3 separate regions of the Mus musculus genome follow, and all the other regions are linked to region 1. Evidence: chromatin contacts called from public Hi-C and HiChIP or PLAC-seq data. All regions are on one chromosome and are shown on one strand. Each heading gives the region's core, a stretch centred on a gene start, on an enhancer-like site or on the middle of the called end of the contact. The rest is flanking DNA. Distances are from core to core; before and after follow the strand shown.

What was found. A called contact is a pair of places that touch in the nucleus more often than the background predicts. HiChIP or PLAC-seq counts read pairs in DNA pulled down with a chosen protein or histone mark.
Region 2: an HNF4G HiChIP or PLAC-seq map of pancreatic cancer cells shows a contact between it and region 1. The contact joins the enhancer-like site here to the promoter of Cant1 in region 1. A contact is called at or near these places in 5 of 115 datasets of contacts at active chromatin or transcription factors (bone marrow-derived dendritic cells, bone marrow-derived macrophages, effector CD8 T cells and 2 more).
Region 3: a Hi-C map of regulatory T cells shows a contact between it and region 1, with 3 times the contacts expected there. The contact joins the enhancer-like site here to the promoter of Cant1 in region 1. A contact is called at or near these places in 1 of 39 promoter capture datasets (pre-B cells), 1 of 484 Hi-C or Micro-C datasets (regulatory T cells), 3 of 115 datasets of contacts at active chromatin or transcription factors (extraembryonic endoderm stem cells, large pre-B cells and pancreatic cancer cells) and 1 of 9 other capture datasets (pancreatic islet).

Annotation. Positions count from the first base shown.
Region 1 is chr11:118,416,157-118,420,820 of GRCm38.p6, forward strand. Cant1 (calcium activated nucleotidase 1) reads right to left here and starts at 2,962. Exons shown (of 5, transcript NM_001025617.2): 1 at 2,774-2,962; 2 at 1,418-1,498.
Region 2 is chr11:118,150,920-118,155,500 of GRCm38.p6, forward strand. No RefSeq gene overlaps it. Among named protein-coding and RNA genes, the nearest start is that of Gm38514, 15 kb to the left of the region's middle. Within about 2 kb of position 2,217, at least 60 of the 459 cell types and tissues checked have an H3K27ac peak or open chromatin away from gene starts, as enhancers often do. A contact at or near this core is called in bone marrow-derived macrophages, memory CD8 T cells and pancreatic cancer cells, where this site is marked.
Region 3 is chr11:118,100,883-118,105,677 of GRCm38.p6, forward strand. Dnah17 (dynein, axonemal, heavy chain 17) reads right to left here. Exons shown (of 81, transcript NM_001167746.1): 19 at 3,534-3,788; 20 at 2,441-2,610; 21 at 1,538-1,760; 22 at 387-503; 23 at 157-243. Among named protein-coding and RNA genes, the nearest start is that of Dnah17, 26 kb to the right of the region's middle. Within about 2 kb of position 3,334, at least 40 of the 459 cell types and tissues checked have an H3K27ac peak or open chromatin away from gene starts, as enhancers often do. A contact at or near this core is called in regulatory T cells, where this site is marked.

The sequences.
Region 1 (4,664 bases), core at 1,712-4,211:
GGCTCCTGGTTTTGTGCTTTTGCCAAGCTCAGCACTGTACCAAAGAATTCCATTCCCCACTTAGACCAAGTGGACGGTCCAGGGAGATGAGGAAGAAAGCCAATGTGTGCTCTAAGGACCACAGAGGCCACTCCTCCTCACACTCAGATCCGACTCACAGCCAAGTGTGGCTCCGGGATCTCCGACATCTGCACCACACCCCAGGGTCACACACACACTGAGTCAACCTTTGTACTACTGGGACAGTTGAATTATTCAGCCCGTGTTTAAGTCAACTGCTCAGGAGGAGTGTGTTAGTGTCATGGGGCTGTAACTAATTACTGTAGACAGGGCAGCTGAAACATCACATACTATTATTTCCCAGCCCTGCAGGAGTTTGGCTTGGCCTCCCTGGGCAACACCCAAAGGCTGGTTCCTTTCTCAGGGTCTTGGGGAAGACCCACTCCATGGCCTCTGCCTCAGTCCCTGCCTGTGGTTCCTTCCTCCCTGCTCAGAACCAGCAGTACTGAGAGCACCAGGAGCTCTTTGCCTGAGCCAGTCACTCCCTCTTGCTCTTCTGCCTCACACTGTGGCTTTAAGGGTCCTGAGATCACATTGCCCCTTGGGAGCCCTCCCTGTTTCCCGGTGAGATATTTCCAGCCTTAACTTCCCTGGGCAATGCAGCACGCTCACAGGCTAGGGGGTGAGGTAGACACGAGCGTCTTGAGGCTCATTACAGTTCACATCAGTCCTTTCCCAGTGTGGGCAGAGAGGCTTCAGAACCCTCCCCGGCTTGCATCTGTGGCATCACAACGCTGCTGCTTCTGCTTAGTCTGCATCCCCAGTGCCCTGGGAGGGACTTAGCAAAGGAGCTGCCCTCCAGGTCAAAGTGATACCCCAAACACAGCATGCCTGAAAACACAGGGGTTTGACAATCCCAGTCCAACCCAGACCAGAACTCAATTCCAGAATACACAGTTGCACCCTTGGACACAGCCCACACTGTCCCAGAGCTCCCCCGCCCCCGCCCTGTGCTGGCTGGGGGACAAGGCAAGACCCTCAGAACCACCCTGATGGCTCTCAGCTCACGCTCACCTGCACTTTACTGCTCACAATTGCTCACTCTCAATGCACGGGAGCTGCCTTGAGTTTCTATTTCATTGCATGTGGACTTCTCTAGGATCAGGGTTATTATTAATTTTTCCTAGACAATCTGTCTTGTGTTGATGAAAAGAAAAGCCAATATAAAGTCTTTAAAGTCAGTATACAAGGTTTTAATTCCTTCAGTGTTGGCATTTAAGACAAGCTTTCCAGAAATTCTCAACACTCACTGGCTTCTAATAGGTATTTTCATGCCTCTTGACAGAGAGGGGAAGGAGTGTGGACTGCCATCCACTGTCCTCAAAGGACAGATACTAACACGCACTGGAACACCTACCTGTATGGCCACGGCGAAGACAGCCACACTGCGAAGGATGTTCCAAGGCTCAGGTGACAGGGTCGCACGTATCTGTGGGAGCTTCATGGGCACACATGCCACAGTCAGGTGGGTGGCAACGGGACACCTGCCTCTTCCACTCTCTAGACCTCTCCTCCTGTCCCCGCTGCTCAGCAGGCAGAGGATGTCATGCATTCCTGGACACACTGGTGCATATTACGTGGTAAAGGGGACTGAGGGACAATATGGTCACAGTACATGGTCCATTCAGTTGCAAGAAGCATTTACTTTTTTATAACAGGTCAAATGGAACAAAGAAAGCAAGAAAGCACACAGAATTCTGTCTCTAGCCAAGCAAAGACGCTCTGGGCTCTATGTGACAGAGATCCCTTGTCTTATCCAGAAGGAAGTAGGCTGTGCTCACGGGTTCCAGCAAGACTGCTAGGCCGAGGTCTAGGGAGCAGCTCAAAGGAGGGCCTGTAGCCCAGTCCAGAAGGATGGTCCTCAGACAAGCCCCAGAGGGGCAGGGAGAAGGAGTTCCCAAGGCAGGGTCTGCAGTACATGCAGGACAGTCTTGGGAGCTTGTAAGATCTAGTCAGTCAGGCCCCACTGACACCGTGAGACCAGGTTCCCAGGTCTAAGCTTTGTCCAGTATATAGACCTGAGATGGAACTGGGAAATGAAGCTGGTTACTGAGGCACTCCCGAGTGACTGCAGAAAGGTGCTTGGGTTTACTGGAGGCGTATGAATGTCACAGGTGCTAGGGGCAGGAAGCTCTGTAAGGATGGACCAGGTGATGCCCGACTTCGAGGCTGGGAGAGTCTAGCCGAGATTAGGGTTGTATGTGCAGAAAGGGACTAGGGGGTGTGCAGAAGAAGCAGGGGGTGTCGGTAGTCGGGTAGTAAAAAAGGATAGTGCACTATGCTGCCTAGGGGGAAGGTCCAATCTTAGATGACAGCAAGAAGAGCCAGGACAGGAGCAAGGAAGTGGGCGGTTACAGGTGAGGATGGGGTGCGTAGGTGGGTCTGTTAGAGAGGTGATCAAGTGCCAAACTGGAGAGCCCGTGCCCAGGCCAGGCAGGGAGGGAGGGAAGGTACTGTCGCTAGGGGCATTTGAAGCATGCTAGTCAGAAGAGGAAGAAGTTTCGCACTACTTCAGCACGGCACCCTCATCAGAAAGGGGAGGTCTCCCACACAAGCCAGAGGGGGAAAGACGTCTGTCTGTCCGGCACCCGTCACAGCCTAGCTGCGGGGGGGAGTTTGAGGTGCCTGGGGCCGGGCCGGACGGATGCGGGTGGCAACAGGCCCCAGAACACAGCGAGGGAGGGCACCCGGCCGCGGGCGCACCGTCACTCACCCACTGAGGGCCTGGCTCCGGAGCCTGCGGGCTGCCGCCTACCTGCGTAGGGCCGGACAGGGCAGGCGGCCACTTCCGCCCCGCCGCGCGCTCCCGGCAGTCTCTGTTCTGCGCCTGCGCCTCACTCTGGCCGCGCGCTCCCGGCAGCCTCTGCTCTAAGTGTCTTCCTGCGCCGCACTCTCGGTTGCCTACAGCCACGTCTTCCCGGCAGCCTTTGCTCTATGTGTCTTCCTCTACTCGCCCACCCAGTCTCTGCTCTGCGCCTGCGCACTGAGCGCCGGGCTGCTGGGAATCGTAGTTTTTCGCTTGAGCTTGTAATTGAGGCGCGGAAATCCAGCAAAGGAGTTGTCTGTCGTTCCCCAGTTAAGCTTCAGGGTTCTTTGCCTGGTCCCCCCGACCTTCGTCTCAGGAAGTTTAGAAGTTAGGACTCCTCTCTGCCGCCCTAGTCCTCAGACCCTCTTCTGAGCAGTTCCAGCTGGTCATAGCCAATGCTGACCAGATTCCACAGCAGGACCAGAGGATGGTGGTGTGTTCCCGCCGCCGACTGTAGTCAATAGCCCTTACAAACGGAGGACCCCGGTTCATCTTTTCCCAGCCTGCCTTGCCCTGAGCTCTGTGCTGTGTGATACCGGCTCAGTCCTAGACAGTGGTGGCATGTAAGGACTTTAAGAGGCCCTCATCAACCATGGAGAGAGTCAGCCCTGCCTCCTGACTTCAGCCTCATCCCTGAGTCTCCCAAAAGCCTTCTGGGAAGTAACCGATGCACAGTTGGGACGAATTCAAAATATGTAACCCAACACGGTGAAAAACAACCCTTTCTTCCACCCCTTTTTGTCCTCTGGGACATACACTAACTAACGTTAGAATATATACTAAATTACATGTGAAAAATAGAAATGTGCTGGGTTCCCTCTTCTGTGCTTGGGTTGGCAGGCCATCTTTCTTGAATTCTCTGATGTTCGTGTCAGACCAAACCAAGTCCCAATCAGCCACCTTCTATTTGTTACAGCTTCTCCACTCGGAATAGCAGATTGCTCGTAGGATTTTTAAAGCACTCTAGGTATTCCTTCCAATTCCCAGCTCCTCTCCTTACACCTGCAACGGGAGGCATGGTCCCGAATACTGTGCTCATCTTTCTCAAGCCTTCCTTTGCAGACAACACATAGCTGTGCAACTCTAAATAATACATTGCTCAGTTCTGCCCAGCTTAACCTTTATGAGAGATGGCAGAGTCGGTGTTCCAGGGGCGCGCGCGCGCGCGCGCGCACACACACACACACACATACACACACACACAGAGAGAGAGAGAGAGAGAGAGAGAGAGAGAGAGAGAGAGAGAGAGAGAGAGAACACGCATCTGTGTGGGTTTATATATTCACAGGTGCACTTGCGTTCCCCTAGAGGCCAGAGGACAACCTCGGTTTCTGGATGGCCTGGAACTGGCTGAGTAGGCTAGCCTGGCTGGCCACTGAGCCCCAGTGAGTCCCAGGAAGCTCTAGTACCCCTTGCACCAGGATTGCAACACCACACCCATCATTTTCGTAACATGATTTCTGGGCAGTGGATTCACCTCTGTGCTTGCAAGTCTATCACTTTGCCAGCTGAGTTTTCTTCTCAGCCCTGTCATATCTTTTAGACGGTGTGCAATTCTTTTGTAGCTATGGTAATATCTCTTTAAGAAGAAATCCATCCCTTCCGTATTGCTATTGTGCAATACTAACCTTATCCGAATGATGTTTCCATAGGCACACAGGTCTGTTTAGGAGATGTTGGGTTGCATTGATACTTTTGTTACCAGCTTCAACACTTCTTTCTCATCATCTCGTTGCAAGCTTCAGAAGTTGAATGACACAGTCCTGCAACTACCCAGCAACTGACCTTTAGGGACCTT
Region 2 (4,581 bases), core at 967-3,466, 270 kb before region 1:
AGTGAGAGCTGGAGCCAGCACAACCATCCCCATTTGTTTCCTTTCTGTCCCTTTCTGTCCCTTTCTGTCTCCCTACCCTGAGCAGATCGGAGTTCTTAGACCCCGTCTATAATAGATATGCAAATAAAAGCCAAATAAGACTTTCAGCTTTGCTGCCATTTTGTGGCCATTCAGCAGGATCCCCTCTACTTGCTCAAGCGAGTGATCAACAATTCATTAAGTTCTTCTCAGAGAGAGGCCACAGAAGGCAGACACAAGACTGTCTTCCAGGGCACAGTGGACTGACACGGCTACTTGACCTAGGAATAAGAGTCAATGAACCCCCATGTCTCTGATGGCGCCCAACACTGGGAGACCAGTAAAGGAGGAGATGTCAAACTTCCCAGTGTGCCACAACCTGATGCCACCAGAGCGACCACTACCACCTCCCCACTACATCCCTTTCCATAGCCCTAACAGCCAGCCTGAGGGCGTGGCTGCTTAGGAGGGGACAGACAACCACCAGAACAGCTGTGCTCCTGACCAGCCAGTGCCTAGTACTGAACAGGGGCTGATGTTTATCTGAGAGCAACAAAGTTAAATCAGTTGGTTATAAGTGGGGGAAAATGCCTGACAGACTTGTTTACAGGTGAAGTTAAATTTGGTTTTCTTGTTGCTAAGCAGGAGAGAGAGGCACTGTCAAAGGAGCTGAGGAGGTGTAAAAATAGAACTTGGCGTTTGCACACGGCTGACTGGGAAAGGTGGATTCATACACCCCCAAGTCAGAGAGATGCAGCACACATGTTAAACCTGTGCTACAGCAGAACCTTAACCAACTGCACCCCAGGGACGCCAGGGCTGCAGCTAAAGAGGCAGCAACCATGGACCACCCCTCCTGATCCCAAGGACAAGGACAACACAAGTCACATCAGAAACAAACAGAATCCAGCCATTTGAAAGATCAATGGGACTGAAGAAATGGCTCAGAAGTTAATAGCACACACCATCTCTTTCAGAGGACCCACGTTTGGTTTCTAGAACTCCAGTTAGGCAACTCATAACTGCCTGTAACTACAGTTCTGGGAAATCTGGTGCCCTCTACTGACCTCTGTGGGCACTGCACTCACGTGGTGTACATTCTCTCTCTCTCTCTCTCTCTCTCTCTCTCTCTCTCTCTCTCTCTCTCTCACACACACACACACACACACACACACACACACACACACACACACACTTAAAAATAAATAACACTTAAAAGAAAATACAAGATTAGCAAGCTGGGCATAGTGGTATGTGTCTGTAAACCCAGGACTCAGGTGCTAGAAGCAGGTTGGATCTTGACTTTTAGGCCAGCCTGGGGTAAGACCTGGTCTCAAAAAAAGACAAGAAAACAAACAAAAATCAACAAAACAAACAACTGGCTAAAAATATTAGTCAAGATAAAAATTTAAAAATACTAATTAGGATCAAGAATATAAATTTGTGCAGGTCGGTGGTGGCGCACGCCTTTAATCCTAGCACTTGGGAGGCAGAGGCAGGCGGATTTCTGAGTTCGAGGCCAGCCTGGTCTACAAAGTGAGTTCTAGGATGGCCAGGGCTACACAGAGAAACCCTGTCTCAAAAAAACAAAAAACAAAAACAAAAAAAACAAAAACAAAAAAACAACAACAGCAACCCCCCCAAAACAAACAAACAAACAAACAAACAAACAAACAAACAAAAAACAACAAAAACCGACCAAACAAACAAGAATATAAACTTGATTATAACTATGCAGAATATATAGTATAGATCTGCATAGACTTTTCTCAGAAATAACTGCTTATTCTATAGGATCTCCAAATGGGATTTCCCACCCATGTGCTCATCCAGAGATGCAGAACTCCATCTCCTCTTGGCCCTCACATCTATTACAAGCTCTTCCTGGATTCTTGTCCACCCTGACATTGAGCACTGTCAGACCACAGGACACAGATAACCATGGGGACACAGGCAAAGACAATGAGCCTCAGGAAGGCAGGGAATGGGAAGCAACCAGCCATCCTAGGAGAAATGAGACATCACAAAGGGTACCCCTTTGTGTTTAACTGTGTTTAACTTAGTTTAACTGTGTCCCTGCCTCTCCACACGCACAGACTGAAGTGCTAGCAGGCGACCACATCTCCATATCTATCTATGGCTAGCATCAATACTGTGGTGGTTAAGATGAGGTCATGTTGGAGTTGGTGGGCCCAGATCCAACATGACTGGCGTCTTTACGCAAAGGGAAATGAGGTCATACACAGAACAGCACATGAATATGCAGGGCTTAGGCAACAGAAGCAACAGCCACATCAGCAGTCAGGAGCCCCAGAGGAGACACCCAGCAGAGGCCTTACTCTGACTTAGGGCCTCCAGAATTCCAGGTCACCCTACAGGTTCTGACAAACCTCCTGGGCACAAGCAATGTCCATGTCTTTAGGATAGCACACAGGATCTAAGCAGGGCACACTTGTAGGCCAAGTGGTAAATTTAGTGCATGACAAAGCCTGCGTAAGAGCAGGATGGGAAGTAAGGGCCTGGGGGCCCTGAGGAGACTCAAGACCCTAGACTCCTCACAGCTAGGGGCAGAACTCATCTGCTTCAAAACTGATGCTGTGCCCCACTGAGTTCCTTTTGGAGTTCAAGGACAGTTCAGTGGCCAATGGTCATTTCAACAGCCTGGCTGCAGAGTGCAATGAATTCTATTCATTTGTATTTTTATGCTTGGTATTTATTTATTTTTGCTTGACTACATTTTAGGATGAATTCCACACAGTACATGACATGACCAGATTTGACTCATAGACCAGTAGGAACTGGCTGGCAATACCCTTAGCTCATGCTTTGCCCCCACAAAGCTCTCAGCCATGGAAAATTAAACTGATTATGTACAGGCCCAAGGCACACATCTGAGGGTGAGATGGGCGGAGTTAGGTCAAATGTGTGTTGGACTGCAGTCTGTTGAGAACACCATGAATGGTCCTCTGCTCCAGGTCACACTGGGTCCATTTAATGCTATCTAAAGGGGAGAGACAGACAGGCACACGTAGAGCCTCAAGGACAATCACTAGAGGCTTTACCACAGCTGCTACAGACAGGTGCTGGGTGAGAGCAAGCGGGTGTTTAGGACCCCTCCATCCACCGGCATGCAGGGCAGGGAAGGGCTGTGAGGGTGAACAGGAAGCTGTCCACTTTCCTGCCACATGAAGTTCTCCTTAGCTCTTTCACACCCATGAACTTTAAAAGATGCTCTGTGTGGGGTGGTGGTGTAGGTGCCAATGCACCATGGGACTTGTGTGACAGTCAGAGGGCAGCAGCCTTCCATCTCCTTGGAGACAACATGTTTTCTTACTCGCTATGCTGTGCTTCAGGCTAGCTGGCTCACGAGCTTCCATTCTTCCTCCTTCCAGGTGGAGGTGTTCGGCCTCCACCCCTTGCAGATGTGCAATATTGTATCTGGCTTTATGTGGGGTCCAGGGAACTGAACTCAGGTCCTCATGCCTGAGATGCAAGCACTTTACCCACAGAGCCATCTCCCCAGTCCCAGCTCTGTGTACTTCAGCCAGCTTGATTCTGGAACCGTGATAAAGGACTACGCTCAATGCAAAGAAGTGCAACCAGCTGAACATACAGCAAGGTATCAATAGAAAGAAAAAGTCAGCTTTTCCCAATTTCTTGTATCTCTTTTCTCTTCTTCAAGATGCACTAGAGCGGCACTTCATACTGACCTGGGATTCTGTCTGTCTCTGTGATGTAACTGGAGTGGGAGCCCATCTGTGAAGTTTCTGTTTTTTGACCCAGCAGACCTGGCTTCCTTTCTTTGGCATCCCAGGACCTGTGGCTGCTGCCTGAGAACCCATCCAGCTGTGGTTGGTCCCCCTTCTGAGCTGTTCAGTCTTTCTTGACTTGGGTCCCGGTATCTCTCAATCTACTGTCATGACTTTCTATGCAGGCTAGGAAGAGAAACCATGGGTTTCTATGTATGTAAGAGTGTGCTTGTCTCAGCCTACCACTCAGGTTGTTATGGTCTAAGTTGGTATCTCTATAAAATTTGTTGGATCGTAATCCTTCGGGTGATAGTGTAAAGAGCTGGGCTCTTTTTGAGGTGAGCAGGTTGGTAAGGGGGACTCTTTCAAATGAGATGAAGGTGTAGAGGACTCGATGACTTTACAACACAGAAGGGCATAGCAGCAAAGTGGCATCTAAAACATGGGGACTGAGCCCTCAGCAACGGCAGTGCTGGCCTTGATCTTTGAGCCCCAGACTCTAGAATTGTGGAATTGTGTGTGGAGAGCCGTGCCGCGAGCAATCGCTGTGGAGAGCCATGCATGCCGTGAGCAATCGCCATTATAAGATGGCGCTGGCTTCCACTGCGCCTAACTAGTAAACAAGCCTTATGCGCAAGTGCAAGAGTGAACTCACGCCTAGCCACTGCCCATCTCGGGGCATAGTAATGGGGTGATGATGGGCTAGCAACGAATCAGGAGCTGTCACGCCACATCAGGTGCTGAAACGTCACGCTGCGGGCTATATAAGCAGCGCCATTTTCTGGGTTCGGGGTCTTCCTGAGAAGTAAGCAAT
Region 3 (4,795 bases), core at 2,084-4,583, 310 kb before region 1:
CACACGAGCGAGTCCCGTGCACGCACAGGCTTGGCCTTGCGGGCAGTCCCATTTATTCGGTTTTTCCGTTTGCGAGAGTAAAGGCTTAAGAAAAGACCAGCACTCCAAAGGGGTTCCCGGAGCTGCCACAGGGACCTCGCCACGGTGCATAAGTACCTTATTCAGGGACTTGTAGGGCTCGGGGTCACTGAAGGAGAAGGGGGCATCACGTCGGAACTTCTCTCTGAATTCGTGCTGCTTGAGCTGGTGAGAGAGTGGGGTGGGGGTGGGGGTGGGGGGTCGGGGAGGGATGTCACGTCATGGCTGGCTCTGAGCATCCCAGCATGCCACACCCTCCCGCATGCTCCCAGCCCTGGCCTCCACTACCCTGCTCGGGCCCAGGCTACCTCAAACTGTTGGCACTTTCGTCTCAGGATGTTAACCTCGTTGGCCTGGAGGGGCGCCACATTCTGCTTCACCTGAATGGCCAGTTTCTTGGTGTTGGTCCACTGCTCTGGCAGCTCCTGTGGGAGGCGAAGGCAGAGCATGGGTGGGGGTTGTCATCTGCCTCCGTTTTCCCATTGGAGTTACTTGGGTTTGTTTTTTTTTTAAAGTATTTAATATGTCTGAGTGTTTGCATGCATGCAGTGCCCAGAGGGGTCAGAGGAGGATGCCGGAGCCCCTAGAAACGGAATTACAGACAGCTGTGAGCTGCCACGTGGGTGCTGGGTAGCAAGGTGTCTCCCTGAGCCTCTGTCTCTCCCCTTTTAAAGCTCTCTGCCATGTCAAAACTGAAGGCTCGGGAGAGACTTTTAAAGTAGCACAAAGTGCTCACGATGTCCCCAGCCGGCCCCAGAACGGCAGAGCGGGAAGCCCAGTGCTGTGCCAATCAGAACTTTCTCTACCTTTCATAGTGTTCATCAGCTTGAACCCATGCACGTGTGTGCATTGTGCACAGATTCATGTGATGGTGCAGATGTGCACACGTGTGCATGTATGTGCATCCGGGAATATGGACGCGCGTGTGCATATGAGTATGTGTGTGTGCGTGTGTGTGTGTGCATGGCTGTGTCTGTGTAGGTGACAGAGGGTAAGGGGGAAGTGAGGAGGGAGGGAGGGAGGGAAGCTGATAGGCTTGGGAAGAGATGGGAAACCGAGGAGCCAGGCACAGCTGGGGAGGGGGTGGCTCCTTGGAGGCCCTCCAGAGGGACATCCCCCACCCTGCTCAGCCATAGCCCAGTCAGTGTGACAATGGCTGTCATGTGGGCAGTGGATGGCAGGGCACAGGCAGCCTCTCTCTGCTCCCGTCTCCATCAGCGTTCACACCCATCGGGAGTGAGTGACCTCCACATTCAGGGAGATGAGAGGCCGTGGAGATGGCTTTAACCCCACAAAACTACTAGGAGGCTCTCACCAGCCTCAGCGGTGACCACTTGGGCCCTCTTCTCCGGGAAGATTCTGTCTCTGGCCTCCATACCCCTGGGGATCTGGAGTCTCGTAAGTGTCTAGCCTGCAGCGACCTGCCACAGTACTCCAGCACAGCACTGTTGGAACCCACCTGCAGCTTCAAGTAGATCTCCTCCGGCATCTCCTCCCCATAGCTCTTGAGCAGTTCGATGGTTTGCTTCAGGGGCTCAAACATGCTATCGGTGGCCACCTGCCTCTCCTTGACTTTCATCAGGTGCCCCATGACCTCTACCAGCCCGTCGTAGTCTCCCTCCTTAAGTGGCTTCTTCAGGGCTGTTCGGGTGATGTTCATGAAGCTTTCCAGATCAGCGAGGCTGCAGGACAGGGGGACTCAGGTGAGGGGCTCATCCTCCTCGGCCACCACCTCAATGTCCCCTTAGCAGGGACACTCGACTGCCATGCAAGGCACCACCTGGAGAGGGGCAGCCACTGCCCCCCCATGTGGTCCCCCTCGGCCTAGATGTCACAAAAGTATTAGCGTAGCCCAGGCTGATCCTTGAGCGCTATCTTAAAGCCACAGCTGAGAGCAGCCAGCCGCCCAGATGGGCTCAGTTAGAGAGAATGCTTATGCTGCTGTCGGTGACCTTCCTGTGCAATGACTGGGCTGTCCCAGCCTTCCTGCCAGGCTCAAGGCTTCAACACAGAGCCTGACAGGTACTTCACTCTTCTACCTGCCCTGCACTGGTCACAGCAAGGAACCACATGCACCACCTCCTGTGACAGTGGTGCTCCCCCATGTGGCATGGTGTGGTAAGGCATGCTGTTCCTCCTGTGACAGTGGTGCTCCCCCGTGTGGCATGGTGTGGTAAGGCATGCTGTTCCTCCTGGCCTCACCAGGAGCAAATAAATGTAAAGCCTATATCACAATCAGGCCACCCAACTTTCAGATCAGGCCACTGAGCCACTTACTAAGTCCGTGGTGCCTCTCCCAGGCTGTCGGGGGGGGGGGGGTCCGGGGAAGTCTCAGATTTGCAGCAGCGGGCCATGGCCTCACCTGTTGATGACGTGGTTGTTCAGGTATCGCTTGAACAGAAAACTCCAGCGCTTGATGGTGTTGAGCAAGGTCTGCTTGAAGGGGCGGCAGTCACACTGCAGCCAGCCATGGAAGACCTTGGTGTTCTCACAGCTGGACACCTCCTCATACAGCTTCTCATACGAGTCAATCTGCCCAACACAGCCGTGGATTCCATCAGCCATGGCTGTGTGTCCCCCACTAGCCATCGCCGCTTCCTGTCTGGCTGTGAAGGGCAGCCAGGTGGCCCAGGGTGCAGCTTAAGAGAGGCTGAGACCACTGCTACCTGTTTGCCCTGTCCCAACACCTCAGAGCTCCTTCTGCCCCACCTCTAGGAGGGGACAGATAGACAGAAGAGGATGGGATTGGGTGACTACAGTAAGGCTTCTGGAGCAGGAGGGGACTCCCAAAGGGCACCCCTTAACTCATGGGAGCACCTGCAGACTTTGAGCCATCCCATCTTTCTTCTCACTGGTGTGGGGGAGGAGAGGGCTTTCTCATTGTGCCCAAGACCAACCTCAGGACTGGATTGCTTCACTTTCTAGATTCCCAATTCTGACACCTGAGCTCTTGCTGACCCTGAAGGCCGATTCTTAGACTGCAGACCTCACCTGGAGCTGGCCTGAGTGTAGTGCTCCCAGCCACCTCTTATCTGGCTCTTAGGGACTCTTATTCTCAGGGATCAGTCCTCTGTCCTACTTGCCACAGGATGGGACACCAGCCAGCTCAGCATAGTGCCCTCACCTGACCTAACTGAAGTCATTCACACTACAAGCCTGGTAGATCCTGCTGAGGCCTCTTCTCTCTCCCTGGCTGCCTCTCTGGTACAGTGGTGCTCCCCCCCATGTGGCGTGGTGTAGTAAGGCATGCTATTCCTCCTGTGACAGTGGTGCTCCCCCGTGTGGCATAGTGCGGTAAGGCATGCTCTCTCTCCTGGCCTCACCAGGAGCAAATTTAAAACCTACATAGCAATCAGGCCACCCAACTTTCAAATCAGGCCTGTGGGGGGTGGGGAGGGGGTCGTCTACCCGAGGATGTGGGAGGTGACACAGGAGGACAACAGGACCATACACACCTGCTGCTGGAACTGAGCCAGGGTAGGTGGTGTCTTGGGGATGGTGTCGTCCGTCTTGGTGTCCAGCTCCTCAGGGGTGGGCGCGTGCCCGAAGATGAGGAAGTTCTTCATAAATTCTTGAAGGTCATCCACCCAAAGGTAGGAGTACCTCTCAAAGGAGTCCTGGTACTCCTCAGCCACCTTCATGGCTCCAATGACCAGGCTGGACACTTCCTCCCGCATCTCTATGAGGTCTGTGATATCCTCTAGGTCAGACTGCCGGGGTGGGAGTGGGGACAAAGATTGGGTCATTTGCCTTCATGAGAGACAGATTTTCCCCCAGACCTGGAAGAGCATCCTTCTGTGGGTGCTGCTGAGAGTCCTGAATGGAAGCAGGGGGTGTCTGTCAGTGTGCAGCGCCCCTACCCCACCCCTGAAAGAAGATTTGCTAAGGGTGGCTCTGAGCTGTCTGATCCCAGGGTGACGTGGGTGTCAGTTCATCCATTCTGTATTTGCACAGACCTTGGTTGTGTGCAATGTGCTGGTATGGACAAAGGGGACACAGAGCGAGCGACTCACATGGACTGTTGGGGGAGGGGGTATGTATGGACATTTTTAAAATAACAAACCCAGAAAACTACCCTCTAGTTAAATCTCTGCATGCATGCTATCTATGGTATGTACAAATCGATTGAATGTACACCTGGTCACTTCCGAGGCCTTTAAAATTCCTCAGTATATTCTGTTCAGATCTGCCGTTCAAACTCACTTCCAGACGCCCTCCTGCTCCTGGCTGGCAATGCCACAGGAGGCAACATTCTGTTACAGGGCATTTTTACATGTTTCCCCGTTGCTGGTGACTTATGCCTTTATTTTGATCCTGATGCCTTTCCCCCTTCATTAGCTCTCATTGTACACATTTAATCTTCTAATAAAAACGAGGGAGAGGGGAGCAGCCACGGAGTCCAGGCATTGATTTGACGGAGGTGGCTAAGGAGCACGGATTCGGATGGGTCAGTCCGTCAGGGAGAGGGTGACTTTGGCTGAGCCCTTGGCTGTCCTGTTGAGCTTGGTGGCACTCTAAGAGGGGCAGACTCCTTCATGCTAGCAAGAGTTTTTATTTTGTTTTGCTTTATTAAATTTTTGTTTTTGTTGTTAACTATTCTTTCTTTAGTTTTTTAAAGATTTATTTATTTTATGTATGTGAGCACACTGTAGCTGTACAGATGGTTCTGAGCCTTCATGTGGTGGTTGGGAATTGAATTTTTAGGACCCCCCGTTCA